Linked DNA regions of Gasterosteus aculeatus: region 1 is linked to region 2. The links are chromatin contacts, called in public Hi-C maps. All regions are on one chromosome and are shown on one strand. The core of a region is the stretch at or near the end of the contact, and the rest is flanking DNA. Distances in the headings are between cores, read along the strand shown.

The links. Hi-C and Micro-C count contacts between places; a contact is called where the count stands out from the background.
Region 1: a Hi-C map of whole body shows a contact between it and region 2, with 2.7 times the contacts expected there. The contact joins two enhancer-like sites. A contact is called at or near these places in 4 of 6 Hi-C or Micro-C datasets (skeletal muscle, tail fin and whole body).

The regions. Positions count from the first base shown.
Region 1 is chr13:17,168,060-17,174,580 of fGasAcu3.hap1.1, reverse strand. The region is part of intron 6 of fbrsl1 (fibrosin-like 1); the gene reads right to left. Among protein-coding and RNA genes, the nearest start is that of chfr, 35 kb to the left of the region's middle. Within about 2 kb of position 4,135, at least 2 of the 9 cell types and tissues checked have open chromatin away from gene starts, as enhancers often do.
Region 2 is chr13:17,096,756-17,102,542 of fGasAcu3.hap1.1, reverse strand. All of the region lies in intron 4 of fbrsl1 (fibrosin-like 1), which reads right to left. Among protein-coding and RNA genes, the nearest start is that of LOC144386400, 23 kb to the right of the region's middle. Within about 2 kb of position 2,417, at least 1 of the 9 cell types and tissues checked has open chromatin away from gene starts, as enhancers often do.

The DNA.
Region 1 (6,521 bases), core at 2,886-5,385, 70 kb before region 2:
AGCCCTATATAGATCCTTTCCATACACACAGGGAGCCATGATTTCGATGTCATTTGTCAGTGTTAGGGTTCAACATATGTGTCCTTTTGAAAATATCAGCGCTGATAGTTCTGAACTGAACTGGAAGATGACTGGCTTTAGTTTGCTGGTCAATAAGTTTACAATAAATATAAATATCAGGTTCTTGTGCCAATAAAGCTTAAATTGTGTCCACTAAAATCAGACCCCATCCCTTGTAGCAATAATGATTGATACCAAAAAACAAAAGCCTTGATTCAGGTTATTTGATTATTGTGAACAAATAGCTCAGACCTCCACAATATATTTGCATATAATCAAACTGTATTTTATAGAGGTGGAAAACACAATTTTGCACAAAAGGGGAATATTAGAAAAACTATCTGTCTGGCTCCTGCCAATACTGCCAATATTGCTCTGTATACACCTTCCCATTGGTCATGTGAAACTGGAGATATTTCTTTCGTTGCGTTCCAAAGCAAACATCAGTGAATTTCCAGTTCTGCTCTTTGCCCGTCAACACCGCAGCACCACGCCAGCAGCCAGGGAGGTTGGAGCCCATTCTCTGTTTAGTGGGGTTTTACAGCCATTCAGAGGCCATTAGGGGCCCCGCCACCGGGCCCCAGCGCAGGGAATTCACCGTTAGCCAAAAACAACAGCCAAACAGATGACCGCTTGAATATTGGAGTGGACCACTGTGCATATTCTCTTTTTTTTTTACTTCCCTAAAATGGCCAAAATTCTGCCCCGCTGTGTGTCAGTGAATTACCGCCTGTATGTTAACAAACACTGGAACCATTAAAGGCACTTTTCTCCAGTGATACAACAAAACACAGTCCCTTTCTCAGCAGTGGGTGTTGGGTCGCTGCTTTCGACACGTGTTGAGTTCAGGGCCACAAAGCCAGCTCTCGGTCAGACGTAGTCTACAAGTCGGAGCCTGCAACACTGCTTCATGACAAGACAGAAACATGGATGCTAATATGCTGCAACTGTAAAGGCACGTAAGCTCTGAAATACTCAACACATAGTACAGGACTTCATATGGCCAGATGATATTTGAGTTTAATGTAGGATCTCGTAGGATCTGAGGCATTCTTGTAATAGGTGGATGTCCTTGTCCAATCAAAAGCGTTTCACAGCCTTTCTGTTCCTGGCAATGGTTTTCCCATCTTTACAAGCCTGTGTGAAGGGCTTCCCAAAATGTCCAATCCATTACAAGCATGTTTATAATATCCATCTCGGCTGACAACTGTCCCCTTGCCAGCGATTGTACATTATCCAAGCTTCGTGTTTGGCCACAATCGCCTACCATCTGGCCTCGTCAATGAGCGCTACCGCGTCATCTGCAGACAACATTGGCTCTGTACCGCTCAACACAGATGAGCTTAAAACGCGCATAGCGGGGAACTGGGATCTTCAAACAAATGCAGGGTGGGGGGAAAGCCCACTCTCTCTGGCAGAGAGGCTGGAGCTTGGAATAAAGGATTAAAAACAAGAAAACCTTCAAGTGATCACAGGCGACACAATTTACATTTCAGGCCTGACAGTAGTGATAAGACGCTGGTCGTGTATTATTCCAAGTAAACAATAAGGATGTCTTCCACACTGCAGCCGGCTGCATTGGAGGAAGATTAAGATTAGACAGAAGATGTGATGAGAGCTACAGCTCTCCAGAGTTACCCTTTCTAAATTCTTCCCTTTATCCTCTCTAAATGAGAAGAAAAAAAAAAAGCCAATGGTGATCCCCAAATAAGATGCGAGTCAACCGGGGTTTTACAAGTGGGTTAACTGGGAGGCTGCAGCTTATCTGCTAAAAAGCTTTTTATAGTCAGGCAGCATCGGACTTCCTCACTCGCCGGGGAAGCATCAGCTAAGACGAGGTTTATAGTGAAGCAGTTGGTGAACTAGACCACAGTAGCAACTAAGAAGGGTTGGATTCATCACACAGCTTCGCTGTCAATGGGAAACATTGATTTGTCAAATCAGGATTTCTCTGTGACGCTTTGCTCACTGTGCACAGCCCGAAAGATCTCAATGACGGTGATGGTGTGAACTGTTGAGAATATTGAGAATCTCTCGTAGCGGCTGTTTTTTTAGCAGTTCATGGCTGCACAAATAAAAATGTCAACGAAGTTATACCTCTGGGTAAAAGCCACATAACCTCACTTGTGCTTTTTTAAATCCCGTTGTACAAGGCTGCTGATGGTGTCAGGATGGCGGTAACCTGGTATTTCACCATTTAACCCGAACTGAAGAGACAGCACTGAGAACCCAAAAGGAGACATTGGACTCTGTTGGATGTAGATGGCTTTGAGTACTGCTCGGTATTGAAGTTCACTTGGATCGTGTACCCCGTAAAGCTCTCTGTATAAACACCAACCTGTTCTTAACAGTAAGATAACATGCACAACTCAAAGAGTCAATATACACTGGAGCTGTATAGTGAAGCCGAGGCCAAAGTGCTGGTCGTGCCCCTGACAACTTATCCGAAAACTCCCTTGTGGCCTGTAGCGATTCTGTAACTGCTCCCTCTGCACAGCTAAAGCTGAATCCATATCCAGTCAATGAACACAGTCACACAATGAAGCCTAATCACAGAGCTCTCAGTGGGACCCCCGTTTCCTGTCACAATAGCTGACTACCACCCAAGGGCTCGCTGACACAAATGACAGGCGCCGATAGGAGTGACTGGCAGGTGTCAAGCGTTCTGACATGTAATACATTAACTATCTTTCAGAGCTGATTTCATGATTGAAGCTCGATCAGCAATGAACCAATATTCTAAACAGGGGCTAAGTTATTATTTCATGCACACCAGGGTCTCCGCACAGAGCAGTTGCTTTCCTAATGGATATAATAGTGCTCTACAGGGGCCAATGAGAGCGCCCTGGGATAGCATGACATATCCGCACTGATTTTACAAGCTTGCTAATTGCCATGCATAGAAAATCAGGAGTGTCTTCGAAAACAAGCAAGGCTTGTAAGAGCCCGTGCAGTTTGACATCACATCCTGAAGCATATAAAAACCAAACAATTCCCTTCAGCCTTTCAAGGTGCCAGGCCATAGAGGGATTGTGGGTAATGTGGCTCGCTCCCTGACTGCCTGCCACTTTGAGCTACATAAATAGTACATGACGTTGTAATCGTAATTTAAAACGCTATAAATATTGAAGAATTAAAATAATTTATGGAACACTGCGGTGCAAATGGATGTGTGTGAGTGCATGTGTGTGTGGGAGTGTTTTGTCTCCTTTCACTCCTCTCTTGCAGGGTATAGTGAAACGCTGGGCAGCGGCGGTGCAAGCTGGGAATTCTGTAATTGCTTTTTCTGTCCCTGAAGCAGGTCTTCCTGCTTTAAATCAAAAAAGGCAATCTCTGTCAGTAATGGCTCAATTAATAATTAAACACCTGTTGTCTCTCCGCCAGGCTTCCCCTATTTATTTTCATCTTTCTGACAGGGATGGCTTCACAAACAGCTTGAGCACTATCTATAAAGGGGACATTGATATCGGCCCCTTTTCTTCAAAAAACGAATCAGCCAGCTCATAAACTGTCTGTGAGAAGTAATAACGCAGAGATTAATAAAGAAACAAGCCATATTCTTTCTTCTTCTTCTTTTTTCCCTCCAGTATTTTCTATCCAACCTGAGAGTGTTATCCGCTCTATTTATTCTGCTTGGAGTTTGTACCGTTACCGAATATTTAAATGAAATGAGGAGAACACACAAACTACCGTTGAAGCTCAGTAACAAGTGAAATGGCGCTGCAGGCAAAAGGGATGGTTTATTTGATGTCTTGCAAGCTGCCTGGATTTTTGTCAAAGAAATTCCACTGCCTACTTTCAATGGGAGCGTTTGCTAATCTGGCTTTGGGAAGTCCTTCCTGTCCTTGTGTTTTTACAACAACATGTCTGCAATGCAGTCATCCAGCCAGCCAGCAACACTCTTCATCCACCTCCACTCAATCCTGATTCAACAGTGGCGAAAAGCTGATTAGTTGGTCAGAGGGTCAACCCCCCATTCATTATTTAATGGGTGACAGGCTGCACACAGTCGGGCCGCCTGCCGAGGTTAGTGATACATTACAGTGACCTGGCCAGAGGAGAGCTGCCCAGTCGAATACAAACATGCTCTATCAACGACTTCACTGTGGCTGATATGCCCCCCAATCCCCTCTGCGCCTGACCTTGCCGCTCCTTTTCAAAATCACCAGCCTCCCTCCCCTTCTCCGGCATTCAGAGTCCAGCAGGTGGGACTGTGTTTCATTTTACTGGAAGCATGTACAGTAGGGGCAGGCCCGTAGCCATGGCTGGCCCAGGTAACTGAGAGGAGGAGGACGAGGAGGAGGAGGCCATTGCTATTTTATTGACGTGCAGCAAACAGCAGTGGTGGAACAAAGGCCACTCAGCACCTATTGAGAGAGCAGCCTGCACCCACAGTGGTTGATTAGTGATTCGACACGGGGACACTGGACTGTGTAGCACATAATGAGAGCTTAGGGAGCATGCCATGAGCTGATGGGGGAGGGAGGAATGACAGAGGTGGGTCTCGGATTGAAGAGGGAAGAGGGGAGAGGGGAGAGGGGAGAGGGGAGAGGGGAGAGGGGAGAGGGGAGAGGGGAGAGGCGGGCTTCAACCATAAGGAATTGATTTCCTACAATAGAAGATTGATATATGAGAAAAAGGGCTCAAAAGAAGAAAAAAGACAAGGGTATGGCCAGAACCTAAATCCTTAAGCTACAGCATTGCTAATGTGTTTATATATAAACAGTTAGAGGATAAGCCCTAAATCCACTGGCAAGCTAAATGGTTTATGCATCTTTTTTGTTTGTTTACTCCTGCGTCAATTAGGCAAATTGGTCCAACATCCCTGACGAGCGAGAGATCTAAAGTGAGTGGATTTTTATTCATGTCCAAAAGCTTCTATCTCCCTGAACACCACACTAACTTCGTCTTCACCTTTCATGTGGCCTCAGAGAGATGTTAACAGAGTCAGATGTGGATGCTGTTAGTTGTGTGTGTGCCCTTTCTTCCCCCCCTCTTCTTCGTCTGCACGCTCTCCTTCTTTTGTTCCTCTGGTCTAATCCAGTATGTGTGGGCCGGTAAGTTTAATGGAAACAATTTATTAAGTCCGGCTTAAAATGCCATCTGCAGCTAAGCCTCGCAAAGCCGCTAAGCTCCTGGTTTCGCCCCGGAGCTTGCTGTGTTCACGCTTACTGTAATGCTCTGTTTAAAATGAGCACAACGGGTCAAAATTAATCAGGATTACAAGGGCACAAATCCACTTCAGAAATGGGTTTTCTACCAATCTTGCTCTTGCTATCCCAAGATGCCCCAGGTTTGTCTGATGGACCGCACAGGCTCACCCGCTCACTACAGCAGGTAGCAGCTCGCTAGGAGAGCAGCACGAGGGCTCGAGGGGGCAGGAAACCCGCAGACACAGCATTCAACATGGTCACTGAAGATGGCAAAGTGTCCTTCTCAGATATTTCTAGCTGCTGACAGCTGGGTGATAACTCCCCACCACTTCCATAAGCTTTGCATTGTGAGATGTTATATATACGGCCTTCCAGCGAGGTGTTTATCTGGGCTCTGTGGAGGTGCCCTATGCATCCTCAGCAGCTACATTTAGCTTCTCAGTCGCCTTCAAGCAAGTGAAAACGCTCCACTCTGAGCTGCATCTGAGTGGAGCATAGGTCTTCAGAGCGCTTTACTTAAACATGCCATCCTCCAGGAAATCAATAACCTGCAGGAGGTTTAAGACTGGAAACAAACAAACAATAACAAATAACTGTTGCGTAATACTCGCCCTTTGCTGTACCTTCCTCCCTCACCAGCACAGACAGACCTTCAGCAGAACTAGTCGTCGCTCTTGGGTAACAAGAGCCAACGAGAGCCGCACAGTGCAGTGTGTTATTACAGATACGATTAGCTTGTTTTATCAGTCCTGTAAGCTTGCGATGTGGAGTCGACCAAGCGCAAATATGAGAGAGAGACGGCAACGGTGTCTGGGTTTTGGCCAAAACCATGTTCTGTGTGAATAATTACAGCACTCTGCCGTCGCTGATTACTATGTTGGTCTTTCCTCTCCTCTATTAACCCTGGACCGTTTCATTAACATGACAGACTGTGGGCAATTTGGGCCTAACATCAAGCGTTTGTAGTCGTAACTGCTCACAGAAATAAAGTTCAGAAAGGGCCACTGTGTTGAAAGGCAAGGAGGAGTTAGCTGAAATAACACTCATTACCTAGAGAAATGTACAAGCCAAACATCATCACAGCATTATATATTTATGTGCGCCATGATGTTTGTGTGTGTGTGTGTGCATCTGTGAGTGTCTCCAAGCCAACAGCACGACAGGCCTGGTGATCAGAGGAAAGCTGGCTTTTCATTGGTCCCACAGGACCGTGAGCGAGACCGGTAATGGGACACATACGCTGCATTCTAAACCAGAGGAAAACAGCCTGTGGGCTGCTTTGTATTATACACACACACACACACACAC
Region 2 (5,787 bases), core at 1,168-3,667:
AGTTTGTTCTCCTGGGGCCGTCTTGGCTCCCAGTAACCCTACGCTGGCATTCGCCCCACTCCCCTGAGGATGGGCCAGTAGCATAGAGCTACCAGGTGATAGCGTATCTGTTTCAGACCTCCGTAGAACTCCCCGGACGTGGTCCCGGTGACGCACTTGGCCTCGCGGGTAGCCCTCGTATCGGCTTGCATCTAGCAGTTCACCTCCGAACAACGAGACCCGCATCAACCTCAACTGATTCAATTGAGAATAAATTGCAAACAGTTCATTGGCTTTTGGCTGGCGCTGGCGGAGTAGACGACAGCGACGTGTGGAGCCGGGGAGTATCAGTTGACCCAGACTAATTATGCGTAAGGCCTTGTTTTGATGGCTGCAGCTCGGGTTAGGTCAGGCAGGAGCAGTTAAGGGGGAAACAAAAACATTTCCTACTAAAACGGAGACGACACCACAAGGTATCAGCGGGGAACTATGAAAGGAAATGTGATGCCGCAAAAGGAATGTTTTTTTTAGCTCTCCCCTTGGGCCATTGTAAGTCGATAGCAGCGTGACAGCTACACATTCCCAACGGGAGGCTGTGTTTGATGCTATGGAGGATGTGCTAAGAGAAGGGCGCTTATTCATGGCTGACAGGCCAATGGTGCACCTCTTTAACTATTAGTACACCCTCTGTCCTCACAACCATAGGCAGGCTCTCCCTTGAAATTTGTAATTACAGTAATTGTGATTTCGGCAAATGGGCCTCCACTCCGCTCTTCAACGGTGAAAACACAGGTTGCGTTATTCATGAGGAGTCCACTGAAAGCATCTGTCGGCAGCGCTTTAATTTACCAGCTCTTGGATAGCGGACATTTAAAATGTCCAAATTTCCTGCAAAAGTATTCTGAAAATGACTTTTTACATGGCGCATAAACTCAGTGACTCCTGCAAGGAAAACTGATCAACTGCTTTCTGACCTGTATTTAGAGTCAAAATGAACCACAGAAATGTGTACAAACATGTACGCACGCATGCATGCATGCACGCACACAGACACGCACACGCGAGAAGCACTTATGAGCAAGCACAGTAGCGTGGCAATTAGTGGCGAGAGATGAAGAATGCTGGATCAGTTACAGTTATTGAATGTTAATTACAGCGCTTGACGGCGTTGAGGAGATAACGAGTTAGCGCCTGGTGACAGCAGCGACACGTCCTTTAACGAGAGCTGTGGAAATGTAGGAAACTTGAGATCAGGGACAATGAGGCGTTACTGGCTTGTCAGACGCTCTCCTTCTCAACGTTCCTTTGTCCTAATGAAGGCAGACACTTGGTTCTTCTCTCGTTTCCGAGGATGTTAGCCTGCGATGATTATTGGTTATGGAAGGAAGGTAAAAATCAGCCTATTGGGACTGTACCCTCGTCCACCTTATCGTCCCACGCCAATGATGGCATTCACCATACGCTCTAACTAGAGGCAAGAAGAAAAAGAAGAAGCAGAAAATATGTGGAGGCATAAGTGCCAAAGATAAACATGGGGTCAAATTACAGATAATTCCCTGTCTGGTGCGGGAACACAGCCAGTAGCCATACAAATGTGAGTGACCAATAATTCCCGTCTATCTAAATAGCGAGGGATCAAGAGCTTGGTAAAATCCGAGGGGTTAATATGGTCATGTCGCGAAGCCCGGTTTGGAATTTAGGTTAATGGAATCATTGATAGGGCTCAGCTCTAATGCCAGCGACGCTTAAGAAGATCCATGCCCTATGATTTAGACAAATCCTGGGACATTCTTCAAAGTTTTCCCCACTGACCCTGGGAAGAGTTTTTGAAACAGACACACAGGCAAGTCTGAGGATTTCTCTGAGTCTACACAGCCTCTGCTAACCAGAATCCCCCAGGCTGTATCAACAGCCTGAATGGGATTTATAGAATATTACATCAGTTACACTGGGGCAAACGTGGGCCCCAATGGAAATATTAGGCATAATAAACACATAGAGAGAGCCTGTTCTCCTTTCCCCTTGTAAATCACTCTAAAAAATGTGAGCAGGAACGTTAAATAAACTATGGGCTTCATGTCTAGGACCTGGCAAAACAACTTCACTGTGCTTCGCTCTGAACAAGTGATTCATATCGGTAAGTATCTTGACTTACCTCTCATGTAGCCGTGTTACAAATTGTGCTGTGATAAGAACGCTTGTGGGGATGAAAATGGACTCATAATTACCCGCGCAAAGCTGCTGACCTGCTCCCAATACTTGTGGTGGGAAAACAGTCACTTATGTGGGCCGCAGCCTCCACAAAGAGAGCAAGAGAAGCTCTTTTTAAACCGCAGGAGACGCGGCGCCTGGGACGGTGTTCCCATGTCAATAAAAACAGGTGTTAACCAGCTTAGCTAAGATGTTAAGAGCTTGGATAATCCTAGCCTAGATCCAAGAGGGAGCCGGGTCTGGAATACTAATGCTGGGGAAGCTCCGGTAAAGCGTTGGAGAGGTGGCACTGCTGCTACAGGCTGTGGAAATCTAATTTGCATCTGCTGGATAATATCAAGGCCCGAAGAATAAACAACGTCCACGTATAGAGAGCACCTTGTGTATGATTGAAATGACTCATGATATAAGTAACATTTCATTAAGTCACATTCTGAATGGGTTCATCATTCAGCCACTGCAGAGCTCAGAATGCGTTTTTTATTTTTTTTTATTTGGGAAGAAGACAAATAGCTTTGTCTCTACAGGTTTATTCCTTCCTCTCTACATGTTTAAAACAGCTGGTAGTTTCACCCCAGCAGCTCCAGTCCAATCAATGCCACAAAAGGCAGGAACAGTAAAAGCAGCAGACTTTGACAGGGAAACCAGTGCCCCCTTCAGGCGAGGAGAGTGACAGGGGGGGAAACACTACAAAGCTCACGCCACCTGTAAGCAAAGTTCCAGCATGTGGTAAATATACACAGGAAAATTGTCAGAGTTTATATGAATTCTATAAATGTGTCCACACACATGAACAGGTAAGTGGGTGTAGGAATGATACGACTACTACAAACGCGACGTTCCACAGGCTGCTCCACACATAATCTGTTGTGGACAACAAGACTTTCTTGGAAAGTTCTCAATGATTTAAGAGATCTGCTTACTTTTCTGTCGGCATCCAAGAAAGTGTCTTTGTTTGTAACGTTGCACACTGAGGGGCAAAAGGAGAGATCAAAGTACTGAAAGAGTAAATGTGCTCATTTTCCGCTGAACCTATCTCCACCCAAACAGGAAGCACCTGAAGCAAATGTGTAATCACACCTTAAAACACACAAAAGAGCCACTTCACAGGGTAGAGCGTGGCCCCGAGAAGAATCTCACCTCGCAAAACAGAACTCCTCCACAGTGAGCCAACACGCCTCATCTCTTACCCGAATCCACTCCCATGTTGTGACAAAATGAAAATAAATCGACGCAACGCAAATCAACTCATCACCTGTTTCACTTAATCGACTTTGAGTGTACCACTTGGCCGGCTCCATCCATTCATGGAGTCTCTTACATGCCACCCCGTAATCAGATCAGCATCTGGTGTCAGGGTGGCTGGCGGTTCGGGGTGATCTCGCCGGTAAACACCACCTGCCAGTTCTCACTCTGCTTCACTCTCTGTGTGACATTAGCACAAGCGTGAAATGGGATTTTGCGTCGAAGCAAACCTCCGCGCCGAGCGCATCCGAGTCTGCCCACCTGGCAAGCAGGCGCGACTAATCTACGGTCACATAAGTCGGGGGGGGGGGTTGTCATGCGTAAGACACCGGGCAGACAGCGTTCGTTTGATTTCATCCTGCCGGATGTAACGGCTATAAGTGTGTCATGTAAAGTCTGTTATTTCACAACACTTCAATTACTTGTTATGTTTGTTTCTCTTTATGTTTGATTAGGTTTGGTTATTTTGTGACTTTTACCTCTTCTATCTTTCAACAACATGTTTTGTATCATCTTACAATTCTATTGTGACCTCTTTTTGGCACAATAACAAACAATAAGGCAGCTAATATGCTGGTGACATATTGCATATAGAGGCGTAACACGAGGCCATACGACAGTAATAAGAACAACAGTTTTCTGTTTTGGATAACGGTACGAAGGAAAGGAGTGCAACACTAATATACCTAAATGTCTCCTGCTGTCTCTCTTTAAACGACAATGGTCATTCTCAGATTCCCCCCTTCTGACCAATTTAGTGGATGTGCCACAGAGCTCTAAAAAAACCTGCGTTAATCACACACATTCAGCTATTGAGGCAAAGCCATAAAGCGCTGCACAATCCATGAAGATCAATCATAAGCCAATTTATGCTTGCTGGTCAGGTTTGGTTTGTATAATGGTGCTTAACTGCATCTAAATGATGGCATATAATGCAATCAGATTTCCATTGACAGAGCACCCCGACACACAGTCACTGCTGAGCGCTCTAAACCGGCTTCATAGCCGGGAAACCTACGCGCTCCGTAACGTGGACCTGCAGACGCCTCACCTTTACAACGCCGGGGTCTTTCCTTTTCATGAATGTCAACAAAGCAGTTAGCAGGGAGGAAATGAGAAAAAGAGAGAGAGAGGAGAGAGGAGAAGAGAGTGTGTGTGTGGGGGGGCAGGGGGGAAACACAATTATAAAAGCTTCATTTCTTCAGAGAACCATAAAGTCTCGTCCCAGTAGGGCGGCTGAGCACAAATCAATTTCTTTCAGTCGATTACAAGCACCGAGGTTCTAACCTTCATTTGTGAGTCTAATACTCCAACAGTTATGTAGAACACATACCAATTAAGCAATTCTGCTGGAATAAGAGGGCCGTGAACTGACGCGATTATGGAGGCCGGGCCCCCGGGGAGGCCGGGTTATCGGCTCAGGAGCAGGGAAGGAGATGGGAGCAGGGTGGGAAGGGACGGGGGAGAGAGATGGCCAAGGGAGAGGGGACACGGACGCCAAAGGAGGAAAAAAAACTAATTTATTAAGTCTAATACCCTGTGAAATGTTCCCATGGTAATAAGAGAGAGATTGCGTTAATATCAGGGAGCCGTGCAGGAAAAGGTCACTCGATATGTGTCCCGCCCACCAGGGTCGCGATGATGGGAGCTGCTCAAACACATCTGATAATGTTCTCAGCGTCGTCGCCATGCGCCAGAGGTCAGACGATGGGATCTTGGGAAAAGATGCCATTTGAGGAAATTGCACTGATGTACCGCGGTGCTATGACACAATTCTCACTGCCGGCTTTTCGTGCCCCGCGGCTGTACGACGCGTGAATGCGAGAAGCATGATGACACCCAGTCAAAGATTATGCGGCATAAATGTATGACTGTGAAGCGTTATTCTTTTCACTTAGTTTTGATCTTGCAATAATTTATTTACACTTTGACATGGCTACACAGGAAACGCAGGCAGCATTATCGTTTTTCAAATTTTCAATATCGGTTTGCAAACGGGCTCATGACGGGAAACACATTAGAGGCGCTCTCAATCTTTCTATTGTCGCAAACTAAATCTGATGCCATTTTCTCCTGGATTTGAGGAGCATGGATGCACTCCTGCAGATGTGTGTGGATCAACACATTGTCATTCACTGCTGAGGTACCTTAACCACCGCCCTCCCTGCCAGAAGACTTATGGTAATTGATAGCATGTGATAGGATGCAGCCCATAAACCCATGTGAGGTATGTGTTTCCATGGTAACCCTTCTCTCTCTTCACTAGCCCTATGCACCTTGGTGCCCCCCCCCCGTCCCCCCACGTATCGTAGGCGCTGTCTATTTGGATGCCGGTGGTAGAAATGAGATGCA